2 separate regions of the Callithrix jacchus genome follow, and region 1 is linked to region 2. The links are chromatin contacts, called in public Hi-C maps. All regions are on one chromosome and are shown on one strand. The core of a region is the stretch at or near the end of the contact, and the rest is flanking DNA. Distances in the headings are between cores, read along the strand shown. Region 1 holds the start of PTPN12 (protein tyrosine phosphatase non-receptor type 12). Region 2 holds the start of RSBN1L (round spermatid basic protein 1 like).

Region 1 (6,271 bases), core at 2,318-4,817, 160 kb after region 2:
GGAATAAACATTATTACTTTATAAATGGGATAGTTATATCAGCTACATTATCTCTAAGGCTCAGTCATAAAATGTCAAGATTTTAAAATGCATTTCTAATCCACATCAGAATTTAAGAATAGTTAGAATCTATCAGCTGATCTTTTTTTCCCTCTTTCCGTGCCAGAGGAACATAGTTCCTCTCGAGTCTTCCAGTCAGGGGAAAAAGCAGCACCAACTACCAGCAGCCTTAATTACAGCTATTGCTTATCAAGCCAGAAAATTAAAAAAAAAAAAAAAACAACAAAAAAAAAACAAGCCCTATAAAAGAATAGCTTTAGTCATCAAATCTCCAATGTAGAATCACCTAGCTATACCTAGGTATTATGGGAAAAAAAAGAAACTCATTTAGTGTTTGAGAAATGAACTCTCGGCCGGGAGTGGTGGACTGTAATTCTAGCAATTTGGGAGACCAAGGAGGGCGGATCAGGAGTTTGAGACCAGCCTAGCCAATATGGTGAAATCCTGTCTCCCCTAAAAATACAAAAATTAGCCAGGCATGATGGCGAGTGCATAATCTCAGCTACTCAGGAAGCTGAGGCAGGAGAATCCCTTGAACCCAGGAGGCGGACAAGCCGAGGTTGCACCACTGCACTCCAGCCTGGGTGACACAGTGTGAGACTCCTTCTCAAAAAAAAAAATGAACTCTCCAATAGGAATCCCTGACTCATCCACAAAGCATGAACCCTAAGGCTACTTCCCCAGTATAGGAGTTCAGAGGCTGGGCACCTGTCCTGATGGCCTGCATCACCAAACAATGCTCCTTCCTGATAGGATATGCCTAGGGATAACAAGATAACTAGCATGCAAACAAGAAATGACCAGGGACCACATCATCTCTTCTTCCATAACCAAAATAAGATGGTAAAATACTAGTTTTAGGCCAGGTGTGGTAGCTCATGCCTGTAATCCAAGTACTTTGGATGGCCAAGGCAGGTGGATCACTTGAGATCAGGAGTTTGAGACCAGCCTGGCCATTATGGCTAAACACCATCTCTACTAAAATACAAAAATTAGCGAGGCATGGTGACTTGCCACCTGTAATCACAGCTACCTGGGAGGCTGAGGCAGGAGAATGCTTGAACCTGGGTGGCGGAGGTTTCAGTGAGCTGAGATTGTACCACCGCACACCAGCCTGAGTCGCAGAGCGCAGAATGAGACCCCCCTCTCAAAAAAAAACAAACCAACGTTTTAGAAAGTGGTAAAAAAGGGGATGCCATCCAATTACCATAAATGACACCATTCAAAAGATATCAACGCAATGAAAAACTCTCAACAGTAAAAAGGGAAAATGCCCTCTTAACCCTTTCAGATCAAAAAGTAATTTTTCAAAAGTACGGTAAATATCAACAGCAAATGTTTAAATATAAGGAATATTTTTATTTTTAATAAGGAATAAGTTAGATTATTTAACTTTTATTTTCAATCTTCAAAAGATACTGAGAGAACTTTACTTCCATCCTCTATTATTGGTCTGGGGATGCAGGAATCACAAAGCTCAACGATACTACTACTATAATATAGTGTTAAGGTCAAGGACCTATTTTATAAGCTGTTAAAAATTTAACGCTAAAGCTTTACTAGACCGAAATCTCTTTAAAACGTGAAAAAGTATTTCACTACTAAGTCATATCACCTGTACCATAAAAACTACTGCACTTTTAAATAAAAACTAGCCAATGTTTGCTGCCCATTCATTTTAAAGATATTAACTGTGTATCCTTTTCATAATCCAATTTCAGAGTTAAGTCATTATTCTTGGAGGTTTATCTTATCCAGAATAAAAATTTTCCCTAGCTGTTTTCCTATTCCCAATCCCCACCAAGGCTAAGGAGCAACCACTTCCCAAAGTCCCACTTCCTTTTCCATTCCCCAGACCTACAGGGTTTCCAACGCCCCAGTCTTGCGCAATATCCGTAGGAGCAGCAGCCGCAACCACCGCCTCCTAAGCCGGGAAACAACCCTAGAGGGAACAGTGTCCAGCAGAAAATAAAAGAGGCGGGGGTGGGGGGTCGATAATGTAGGAAGTCGACTTCTGGTCCCACGCCTTCGGATCTGACCCCCTCATAGTGAGCTGGAGCAACAGCGTTATCTAGACCAATTTCACGAATAAGACTTTTAACCTTCACCTCCTCTCAAGCCTGCTTGCACAAGCAGAGGGCGGAAAGTGGGGGGCGGCGGAGCGAGGGGGGGCACCGGGAAGGTTATCTCCCAGTTCAGGGCTTCGGCCCTTAGCGTTGCCTCCGCCCCACCAGGACTATTGTTCCCAAGTTCCCCACCCCCACCCCGGATAGGAAGTGATAGTCACATCCCCTCCGCCTTCGGCAACATCCCCTGGGGAGTCCGAAATCAGCTTCCTTCAGGATAATCCCCCCCACCCACACTTACTCCCTGAACCTAGAGTCACTCGGACCCCCAAGACCACTTCAAACCTGGGTCTCAGGAGAGAAGACGCGGGTAAATGCAAATTAGGTAAACCCATGAGATTCCTTATGGACAATCCTTTCCCAAGCGTTGGAGATCATGACTGCACCGCCAGAAACAGAAGTCCTACTTCGCCCGCTTTGAGACCAGCTGGAGCAAAGGGACCCCAGGAATTAGTGCTAACCTCAATCCCCCCGTCCCCTGTCCCTCTGTCAGTCGCGATCTGCACTCCTCCGGGTCACAGCCAGATCCTGCCTCGACCCTCCAGGGAGGAGCGGACTGGGCGGGGAGGTGTGGAAACGCGAGCCCCCTCCGTCCCGCCGGCCTGCACCTCACTAGCCTCCGGCTCCCGACCGGGTAAACAATAGGTGGTCGCGAGCCGCGGTGCAGGCTGCGGGCTCGGCCGCGCGGCCGCTCCCTTCGCGTCCCGGGCGCCCGCGCGTGGGTCGCGAACACGGGAGAAGAAAGGAGGCCGAGGGAAGGAGAAGGTCTCGCCTCCCGCCGGCTTCCGAGTCCACCCGTACCGCCGGGTTGGTGCGCGCCCCCTCCGCCGCTCTCCTCACAGAGGTACACAAAGCACTGGCGGCCGGGCCGGGAGAGACAGTGATGGGCTCCGGCGCCGGCGAGACAGGGCGACAGCGAGGGGAGAGACTCACCATGAAGTCCCGGGCGAAGTTGTCCTCCCCATTGTGGTCGGGACTCTTCATGGCCTGGACCCTCTGGATGAATTTCCTCAGGATCTCCACTTGCTCCATCCTCCCGCGTCCCCCCGGTTGCGGTCGCTGGCCCCCCCGCCGCCCGCCCGCCCGGCGCAGAGCCCGCTCCGTCTTCCCCAGCTCGCTCCCCCAGCACGTCCCTCCCTCCCGACCCCCGCCAAGCCCCGCGGCTCCCTCCTCCTTCCCACCGCCCCAGGCGGCGGCTGCGGCGGCACCGGGGATCGCGACACCACAACTTCCAGAAGCAGCCGCCACTCTCCCACAGTACGAGACAAGCCGCTGCGGCTAGCGCCAACCCCAACCCCCAGCTTGCTCCATCCTCCTTCCCCGCCCTCCTCCTCCGTCGTAGACGACGCCGCCGCCGCCGCCGCCGCCGCCACCTCAGGAACAGAGCTCTCCGCTCGCCCTGCCCCCCCTTCCCGGTTCTTCCTCCCCCCCCACCCCCCCGCCAGCAGCCGCAGCCGCAGCCGCCTCTCCCAACGGGCGCGTCCCCGCCGCCACCCAGATGCGCGGGCTCGCGCTGCGGCTCCGCCCCAAGCGCTGCGCCCGCCGATCCACCCCCGCCCGCCTCCAGGTCACGCCCCCAACCCCGCCCCGCGGGTCCCAGCCCGTCTTGGAGTGGCTGGAAGGCGCTTCTGCGGGCGGCCTGGAGACCTGACTCCATTTCCGGGGCGTGGCCCCGTTCGGGGTGCTCAGAAGTCGGAGTAGCATTGGGAGGTGAGATGGTTGCCCAGTGAAGGGAATGCGACTCTGAGCCGGGCAAGTCCTAGTCGGTGAGAGTAGAATTCTGCTGGAATTTGCGGTCTCACCGCCTACTAAGGAGGAAAAGCAATTTTCAAGAGTCCCACGCCGCCGCCAGCCGTAGGCTCGGACTACAAGTCGCGGCCTGTGGAGTCCAGGAGCCGGGACAGGCGGGGACGGGCCGGGGGCGGGCGGGAGGCAGGCCGGGAACTGTAGTAGTGTCACCGCCACGTTCGCAGCAGGTAGGTGCTCATTTTGCTAACATTGCTGAGAGTGGACAGCAGTTAGGCTTTGGCACCTTGAACGTGGCTCCAGCGAAGGGAAGCGAAACGCTTCCTGGGTAACAGACTTTTATTCTTTGCGCATTCTCTAAAACCTGGCGACTGAGCGCCTGAGGTTCGGAGTGCCTTCTTCACAGACGATGCGGTAGTGGGAACTCTTGTGTTTGCCGAACTGAAGGGAATTTGTCTTCCTGTCTTTAGGTTCACAGCAGTTCAGAAATGAATGGGAAACTTTTCCCCCGTAGAACAGACTTTGTAAATCTATTAAATCTTTATAAATCTTTTTCTTTTTTCTTCTTTTTTTTAATGGAGCCAGCCAAGGTCTTGCTCTGTCGCCCAGGCTGAAGTGCAGTGCTATGATCACGGCTCCCTGCATCCTTGAACACCTGGACTCAAGGGATCCTCCTGCCTCAGTACGTCACCAAGCCCAACTAATACATTTTTTTAATTTATATTTTTATTTTTGGTAGAGAAGGGGGTCTCACTAGGTTGCCCAGAATGATGTCGAACTCCTGTGCTCAAGGGATCTTCACCCCTCGACTTCTGAAATTGTTGAGATTATAGGCGTGAGCCACTGCGCCTGGCCTATAAGTCTTTATTCATCCTTGTAAACTTCTGTCAGAGAATGTATTCTGGTCTAACTCATCATTTTACAAATAAAATGGCTTTCTGACATCCCCCAGCATATTCTTAGCAGAGCCGTAACTAGAACACAAGTTATTTTACTTTAACAACAGTGACCTTTCACAGTGTGACAGAACTGAAAGAACTTGACCTGTGAACTGACTTAGGTCATTTATACCCACAAACTTTTTTTTACAGAGCACAGTGGTCAGGGAATTTGGTTATAATAGGAAATATCAGTGGTAGAATACTTTCTTAGATAAAAGTTAGGAACACCATGGAATTTAGTGAAAAACTCGTTGAATAAAATAGGTGTAGGCTGGGCGTGGTGGCTCACGCCTGTAATTCCAGAACTTTGAAAGGCTGAGATGTGAGGATCACCTGAACCCAGGAGGCAGAGGCTGCAGTGAGCCGTGATGGTGATCCAACCTGGGAGACGGGAGTGAGGCCTGTCTTAAAAAAAAAAAAAAAGGTAAGAAAATAGGTGTGAGTAACAGGATACAATTCATTTACTTCTTAAAAAAAAAAAAAGAAAAATATTTTTCTTAAAGTAATCCAACTAATATATCCACCCAAGAACTATGCACTTCAGACCCTGTCTCTGCCAAAAATTCAAAAATTAGGTGGGTGTGGTGGGACATGCCTGTAGTCCCAGCTACTCCGGAGGCTGAGGCAGAATTGCTTGAACCGGGGAAATGGAAATGGATATGGATATTTCAGTGAGCCGAGATGGCGCCGCAGCACTCCAGCCTGGGCAACAGAGCGAGACTCCGTCTAAAAAGGTCGGACACTATGGCTCACGCCTGTTAATCCCTTTGGATTGGTCACTTTGGGAGGCCGAGGCGGGCCTATCACCTGAGGTCAGGGGTTCGAGACCTCAGGCTGGTCTTGGAGAAACCCCATTTCAACTAAAAACACAAAAAACTAGCCTGGCATGGTGGTGCATGCCCGTAATCCCAGCTACTCGGGAGGCTAAAGCAGGAGAATCGCTTAAACTCGGGAGACTGAGGTTGCATTGAGCCAAGATCATACCATTACCCTCCAGCCTGGGCAACAAGAGCGAAAATCCATCTCAAAAAAAAAAAAAAGAGAAAAAAGAAATAAGCACTTCACGTGAAAGAAAGAGAAAGAAAAGAAGCACTTTGAGTTATGTCTTTCCAAATCTTTTCCCATGCCTTTATATATGTATGTGCATGCAAAGAGATACAGTTTTGCTCTGTATTTCAAAAATTCACTTAAAGGAATAGTTTAATTTCTAAGGTAAACTTTATTTGAAAAAAGGGTCTGTGTATTTTACTTTAACTAGATAGACTGAAGTTTCATGAGATGTGAGAAAAGGCCAGAATCAGGGCTTGATCATGCTCACTGTAGATGACCCTCAGAAATGGAAGAGAAATTCGACTGTAGGAAGATAAATGAATAGATAATCAGGAGTGCCTCCACTTT
Region 2 (6,638 bases), core at 2,777-5,276:
AATATTTAGTCACATGATAAAAACTCTGAATATGAATTTAACCTAAAATTGTACAGTAACTACTGGAGGAGAGTATATTTAGAAAAATCTTCAGACACCCATCCCTTTGAAATCACTCATATTTATATACCTCAAATTATTTGATTCTAAGAAAAGCTACTATTTTCATTACAGTTAAATTCTGCAACTACACTTTCAAGGCAAAAATTCAGTAAAATATTCTGGTTTTGTCTTGAAATACTTCACAGGGTCATTTTAAGGAAAATAAGTTAAATACAAAGCAACAATACTAACAAAAGTTAAAAAGTCTATACAGATTTTATTGGTTACTGGAATCGGTGAAGGCACATTGATATCTAATGAAATATTTGTTGTGTTATTTGCCATAAAACAATTCTCAATTTTGGGTACCCTCAGTATATGTCCCCTTTGACTTTCTACATTTACCAATTCCATAATTTATTCAGTGTTACAGGAAAATTTATTAATTCTTCAGTAAATTACCTCTATATGCACTAAAATCAGGTTATTTTCTGGTTTTAAAAATCTAAAATATTTTGCAGTTTTCCTTTTTTAAATAGAAATTTAACTTTTACTTGGTGAGTCAAGCTATCATGCAAGTCAGCTACAGCATTATGACTAGATGGCCTTAGAGGCTGTGGGTGTATAAGGCATCAAGCCCTGGAACAAAATGGGCCTATACTAGTAAACTTTCATAATTCTCTTGTTCATCATACTTAACTTTCAAATCTGTCAATGATCCTTCCTCTATCAGGATTCACCCACCTTTTAATTAGTTATAGGGTTAAAAAATTTATTAACTTTGTTTCAGAGTCAAATAACATTTACTAAAGGCCCTGCTAGGCCATTTCATATACATGCTTTCATTTAATCCAAATACATTGTTAGAATGGTCACCAATGTAAAAATAAAGCAGTTCTGACTTAGGACTTTTTAAAAAGTCCTATTATAAATAAATACAGGAGTTTAATTGTTTAATCGAGTTGGGGTGCAGGCTAGGTCGTTCGGGTGTGTGTGGTTCAGTTTTGTTTCGTTGAGGGAGAATTTCTTTTCCTTGTTTAGATGTCTTTATAGCTAAGTTCTGGTTCTGACTTAGGCTGTTCAAGCAGCCAGCTGTCGATAATTGCGGGGTTACTGAACTATGCACAGCCAGCTTAGAGGAACACTAAAAAGACATATATACCTAAACAGACACTTGGTCACCCATTCACTAAGATTTTTACAAAAAGCACAGAGAAATTAGCATTGTATTACAAATTAGGACTTTCATATTTGCAGTCATATCTATAATAAAGGCATATATGTATTCTTGCTATAACACTTGTTTTTTTTCTTTTTTTACTTTTTTATTTATTTATTTTTTTAAAGATGGGGTTTCACCATGATGGCCAGACTGATCTCGAACTCCTGACCTCAGGTGATCCACCCATCTCAGTCTGCCAAAGCTACGATTACAGGTGTGAGCCACCGCGCCAGGCTGTACCACTTGTTAATAACACTATTTAAGAACCTTAATTGGTTAAAACAGAACCTCAAATTCAGTTAAATCTAAACTTTAGAAAAATATAAGTATTCCCCAAGTTACAAGCGAAAAATTTTCACCATTAAATTTACCACCAAGACACTGAAGAGCAATCTGTTTCTCTGATAGTTTTTCCTCAATGAGACAGCATTCCTGTCTGAAAAAATGAAAATCTTACAGTAGTGCTGATATCTTGTCACTACTCCAAAAAACCCACACAGGTCATGGGAAAAGATCATTTCCAAATCTTAATGTAAAAGCTATCACTGTTTATATTCTGGATTAATAACATTAATGTTAACCCTCAAAAGAAGGATTCTAAATGTAATAGAACTATAAAAATTTCTCTTTAAGGACCATTTGTGTATTCCACATTTTAAGTCAAAACTGTTAAAGAATGCTTACTTATTTCTTCTCAGCTATTCCATTCCTCCAACTACGTAATATTCATATTCACTTCCTCTTTCAGAGAACTTAAAGCAAATGTACAGTTTACATACCACGAATAGTACTGATGATCCCAAACTGCCTTTGGATGGACTTCCAGGCACTTATACCCTAAATTTTACATATAATCGTTAAGACAAAATAGTTTTAAAATACTAACCACCTAAAATTCCTGAATAAAAGTACCAAAAATCCCATCCTCAAAGTCACTTTCCTACAAGCAACACTCCCAAAAGCCGAGAGATCTTTACATTGCACCAGAGTCCCTGATGGCTATGCTTAGATGTCAAAGCTTTGCTACAGGCAAAAAACATCAAGGAAGAAGTGGCACTATTGCTACATGCATATGCCGCATGTTTTAAGTTGTGAAAACAAACCATTCTAATTATAAGAGAGAATTTTTCATGATCTAAGCTACTGTTAGATCAGCAATCCTAAAACTACTTGACATTTCATTTTTTTCTAAAAAACAAAAAGTTTATTTGACAACACTGTGTAGCAGTGAACATTTATAATAAAGGTTATGCGCTTTAAGCTTGCGATCACATAAAGATTTGATTTTCAACCAGTCTGCATGTTGCACTATTGTCAGATCATTGTGTATCTGAAGTGGTAGAAACACCTGTTTTAAAGAAATACTATCTGAAAAATTATACGACTAGTGTAGTTTTGTTTTAAAAACAACACTGACCCTGTTTGACAAGAAGGCTTAAGAATTTGCCTTTTTCTAATGTTCAAACATTCTGCAGCCGCTTGAGGTAGGCAAAAATCGTCAAAGCTCCTGGTTTTATCATTTGCTTCAGGAAAAGAAGAATATGGCTGAAAATTCTTTCTGAAGGGTGGTATTTCAAACAGGACCACCCAAAACGGAGAGTAGGGTGCAGGGAGGGTACCTTACGAAACAGCGCACTTCGGGCCCTGCACGCTACCTCATTTCCCTAATAGGGATGAAATGCTCAGGCCTCTGGTAACTTCCAGCTGACGCCAGTGCCCTCCACACCCCTTTTTTGACAGAATTATCTGGAGTTGAAGGCTGTGTCACAAATACGAATTCCCGGGACCACGTCTAAATGGTCTATCAATCAAGCATCTTTTACAAGACCAAACCCTTCCCCCATCCCGTTCCCTCCATCTCCCTCCCTAGCCAAACACACACATAGGAGAGTCCTCAAGATCCATTTTTACAAATCCTGCAACGCACTAACTGGGAGGAAGAAACGACACAGATAATAAAAGTATCGGCCATCCCCCTCCCTGCAACCAAAATTACAGGCTCCATTTCCTGTCCCCTTGGGAACTGCAAAATCCTCTCCCGAAAACCGAACGCCTCCCACCCAGTCCAGGCTGGCGCACGCGGCCGCCGCACTCCCCCTTCCCGGGTCCCGCGGGCGCCAGGGGGCGGCGGGGACCCGCGGCGCCCTCCTCCCCTCGCCCGCGTCCGGCACCCACCTCGCGGCAGCGGCTTCACCTCCCCGTTCTCCTCCCGGGCTGTCCCGCCGGCCTCTCCGACCCCGCCGAGCCCGTGCCTCCTCTTCTCTTTCTCCCGCTTCTCCTTAGGTCTGCGCGACTTGGCGTTGGCCGAGGCGGCGGCGGCGGGCAGGAGGAGATGGTGAGGCTGAGCGTGCAGCAGCGTAGGAGGGACCAGCAGTTTGCGCGGCACCGGCTGAGACAAGGAAGCGGAGGCTGAGGGAACCGCCGTGCCAGCGGAGAAAGAGAAACTGCTCCGAGAAGAGGATGGGGAGGGAGCAGCAGACAGAGCGGCAAAGCTCCAAGACGCTGGGCTGCCATAGCTCTGAGGCGAAGGTGTAGCCGGCGGCTGCAGCTGCCTGCTGTTCCCGCCGCTGCCCCCTTCTCCGTTGACTCTCCGCGGTGCCTTCTTCTCCTCAGTCCGGACCTTCTTGGTGGACAGAGGACCCGGATGGTCCCGGGAGGAGGGCTGCAGCTTGCCGAACGGTTCTTTCTCCGAGACGGTGGCGGTGGGGGCGGCGGCAGCTACACCGTGAACGGGGCTCGGCGGTTCCGCCATCTTGCGCTCCTGTTGTATTTACTCTCCTCCGCTCGCCGGCGCGGGGCAGGGGGCGGGCCCTCCGCGAGGGGTAGGGAAGGGGCGGAGCGGTCGGGCCACCTGCCGAGACCTTCATTGGGCGAGCCACGCTGAGGGATTCACATAAGAGCCAATCAAAGGCACAAACATCAGACAAAGGGGCGGGATTGCCAAACGGACCCTCTTTGGAGGTCAGAGCTCGGCGGGGTGCGGCTAGTGGTGGAGCACTACGCTGGGAGGACTTTCGACTGTCGCCAGCGTGAACTCGGGTGCCCCGCGGATATCACGGAAGAACTCCCGCCCCGGACCCCCAGATCTGCCATGGCCGCGGTAGCGATCGTCTCTGCTGCCACGAAGACTGTTTTAACTTGTAGCACTTTCCCTTCCAGTTTTCCGGGGGTGCCTCTCACCCTGCATCTGCGCGTTCAGAAAGCTGGATTTCAGGGATACTCAGTTCAGAAGAGCAAAATATGACGAGAATCAAGTTCTTCCTTTTGTTAGTCCGTAGTCGATTGATGGGAGGTACTCAAAATTATTTGGTGTGGTGACAAGGTATGTTACTATTGCTAGATCATGTGCTATAATCCCTTGTGGGAGATAACTTCCGGCAAGTCTAGAACTTTGGGATTACTTCCAAGCTTGAAGGTAAGAGTCTCCCTGGGTTCGGATACTTTTTGAACTGTTGTGACTAGACCCTTAAGATTTTAATTTTTATTTATTTATTTATTGAGACAGAATTTCGCTCTGTCATCCAGGCTGGAGTGCAGTGGTGCGATCTCGGCTCACTGCAACCTCCACCTCCTGATTCAAGCGTTTCTCCTGTCTCGGCCTCCTGAGTAACAGGGACTACAGGCGCCCGACACCATGCCCAGCTAATTTTTGTATTTTTAGTAGAGTTGAGGTTTCACCATTTTGGCCAGGCTGGACCCGAACTCCTGACCTCAGGTGATCCGCCCGCCTCGGCTTCCCAAAGTGCTGGGATTACAGGCGTGAGCCACCATGCCCTGTCTTAAGATTTAAATTTTATTATAATTATTATAACAGACTTGCCAAGAAAAATTCGTTGGCAATTATTTATAGATGTTTGAAAAGCAATAATTTTTGTTAGGTTTCTGTATTTTGGCATTTAGTAAGCACACTGTGCTTTTGATGTTTTGTAACCATGTGCTTTGATTTTTGCTTCAAAGATAAGCAATTTGGGGAGCTTAGAAGATAAGGAATGTAAGGAGATGGATTACAGTTGGAACCACAGCAAAGAACATGATTCTAATTTAATTCATAGATCTCACATGAAATCAGAAAGTAAAAGAAATAGATGGAAAAATAAAAGTAGTCAAGTCCGGAGATGACCAGTGAGAGGATGTAAGTCCTAAGACTCAGAAATGAATTTGTTACTCCTTGCATTGTATTACACTATAATGCACTGTTATCAGGCCTTGCCCAGTCCTAAATTGCCTGTTACTTTCTGGAAACATTTAAAAGTAACCTTTCAGGAATTTTCATTTTTGTGACCTAGGGAAGGTGGAAATTTTTGTTTCCCTTTTATTTTTTTAAGATTTTTTTTTTTTTTGCTGGGCACAGTGGCTCACACCTGTAATCCCAGCACTTTGGGAGGCTGTGGTGAATGGCTCACCTGAGGTCTGGATTTTGAAACCAGCCTGACCAACATGGTGAAACCCTGTCTCTACTAAAAATAGAAAAAAATTAGCCGGGAGTGGTGGTGCATGCCTGTAGTCCCGGCTACCCGGGAGGCTGAGGCAAGAAAATCGCTTGACCTCAGGAGGTTGCAGTGAGCAGAGATCGAACCACTGCACTCCAGCCTGGGCAACAGAGTGAGACTCTATCTCAAAAAAAAAAAAAGAAAGGAATGTTTTGGAGTCAACATTTAATATTGATTGGTTTATGGACTTATTTTTAGGTGCCTCAAAAGTTTTAAAGTAATAATAGTATTTAATATGTAACAGTGAAAACTTTCTAATTGGAATTGACTGGCAGCAGATGTCTTCAAGGATGGACTTATTTTTAGGTGCCTCAAAATTTTCTAAGTAATAAAAGTATTTAATATGTAACTGAAAACTTTCTAATTGGAACTGACTGACAGCAGATGTCTCCAAGAATGGACTTATTTTTAGGTGCCTCAAACTTTTTTAAGTAATAAAAGTATTTAATATGTAACACTGAAAACTTTCTAATTGGAATTGACTGGCAGCAGATGTCTTCAAGAAAAGTAGCATTGGTGAGAGAGTAGACTGATTAGGCTGGAAATCATCTGCTAACACACTAGTTTTGTAACCTTAGACTGCTTCACTTGTCAGGACCTCTGTTTTCTTACCTGTTAAGTGAGTAAATTTGATTACATGATCACTAAGGTCCCTTCCACACTCAACTTATGCCACATTCAAGAAGCTTTTCAAAATCACACTGAAACTATTACAATTAAATTCATTTTTTAATTGTTAACCCTCCTGTTCTAGAAAAGTGTCTCTAACATACATTTGTGTAATGCCTGGAAATTTGCACCACTCATTCTCTGATCTCTAGCATGCATGTCTGACTTCTTAAGGGCTCAGTTAAGCTATACCCTTGCCTGCATGCATTTGTTAC

What was found. A called contact is a pair of places that touch in the nucleus more often than the background predicts.
Region 1: a contact with region 2 is called in a Hi-C map of skeletal muscle, with 3 times the contacts expected there. The contact joins the promoter of PTPN12 here to the promoter of RSBN1L in region 2. A contact is called at or near these places in 2 of 3 Hi-C or Micro-C datasets (both in skeletal muscle).

The regions. Positions count from the first base shown.
Region 1 is chr11:72,591,156-72,597,426 of calJac240_pri, forward strand. PTPN12 (protein tyrosine phosphatase non-receptor type 12) reads right to left here and starts at 3,568. Exons shown (of 18, transcript XR_013524060.1): 1 at 3,120-3,568. It overlaps GSAP (gamma-secretase activating protein), which reads left to right and starts at 3,853. Exons shown (of 37, transcript XM_078343041.1): 1 at 3,853-3,952; 2 at 4,518-4,614.
Region 2 is chr11:72,430,401-72,437,038 of calJac240_pri, forward strand. It overlaps RSBN1L (round spermatid basic protein 1 like), which reads right to left and starts at 4,027. Exons shown (of 8, transcript XM_002751664.7): 1 at 3,440-4,027. The coding sequence starts at 4,016.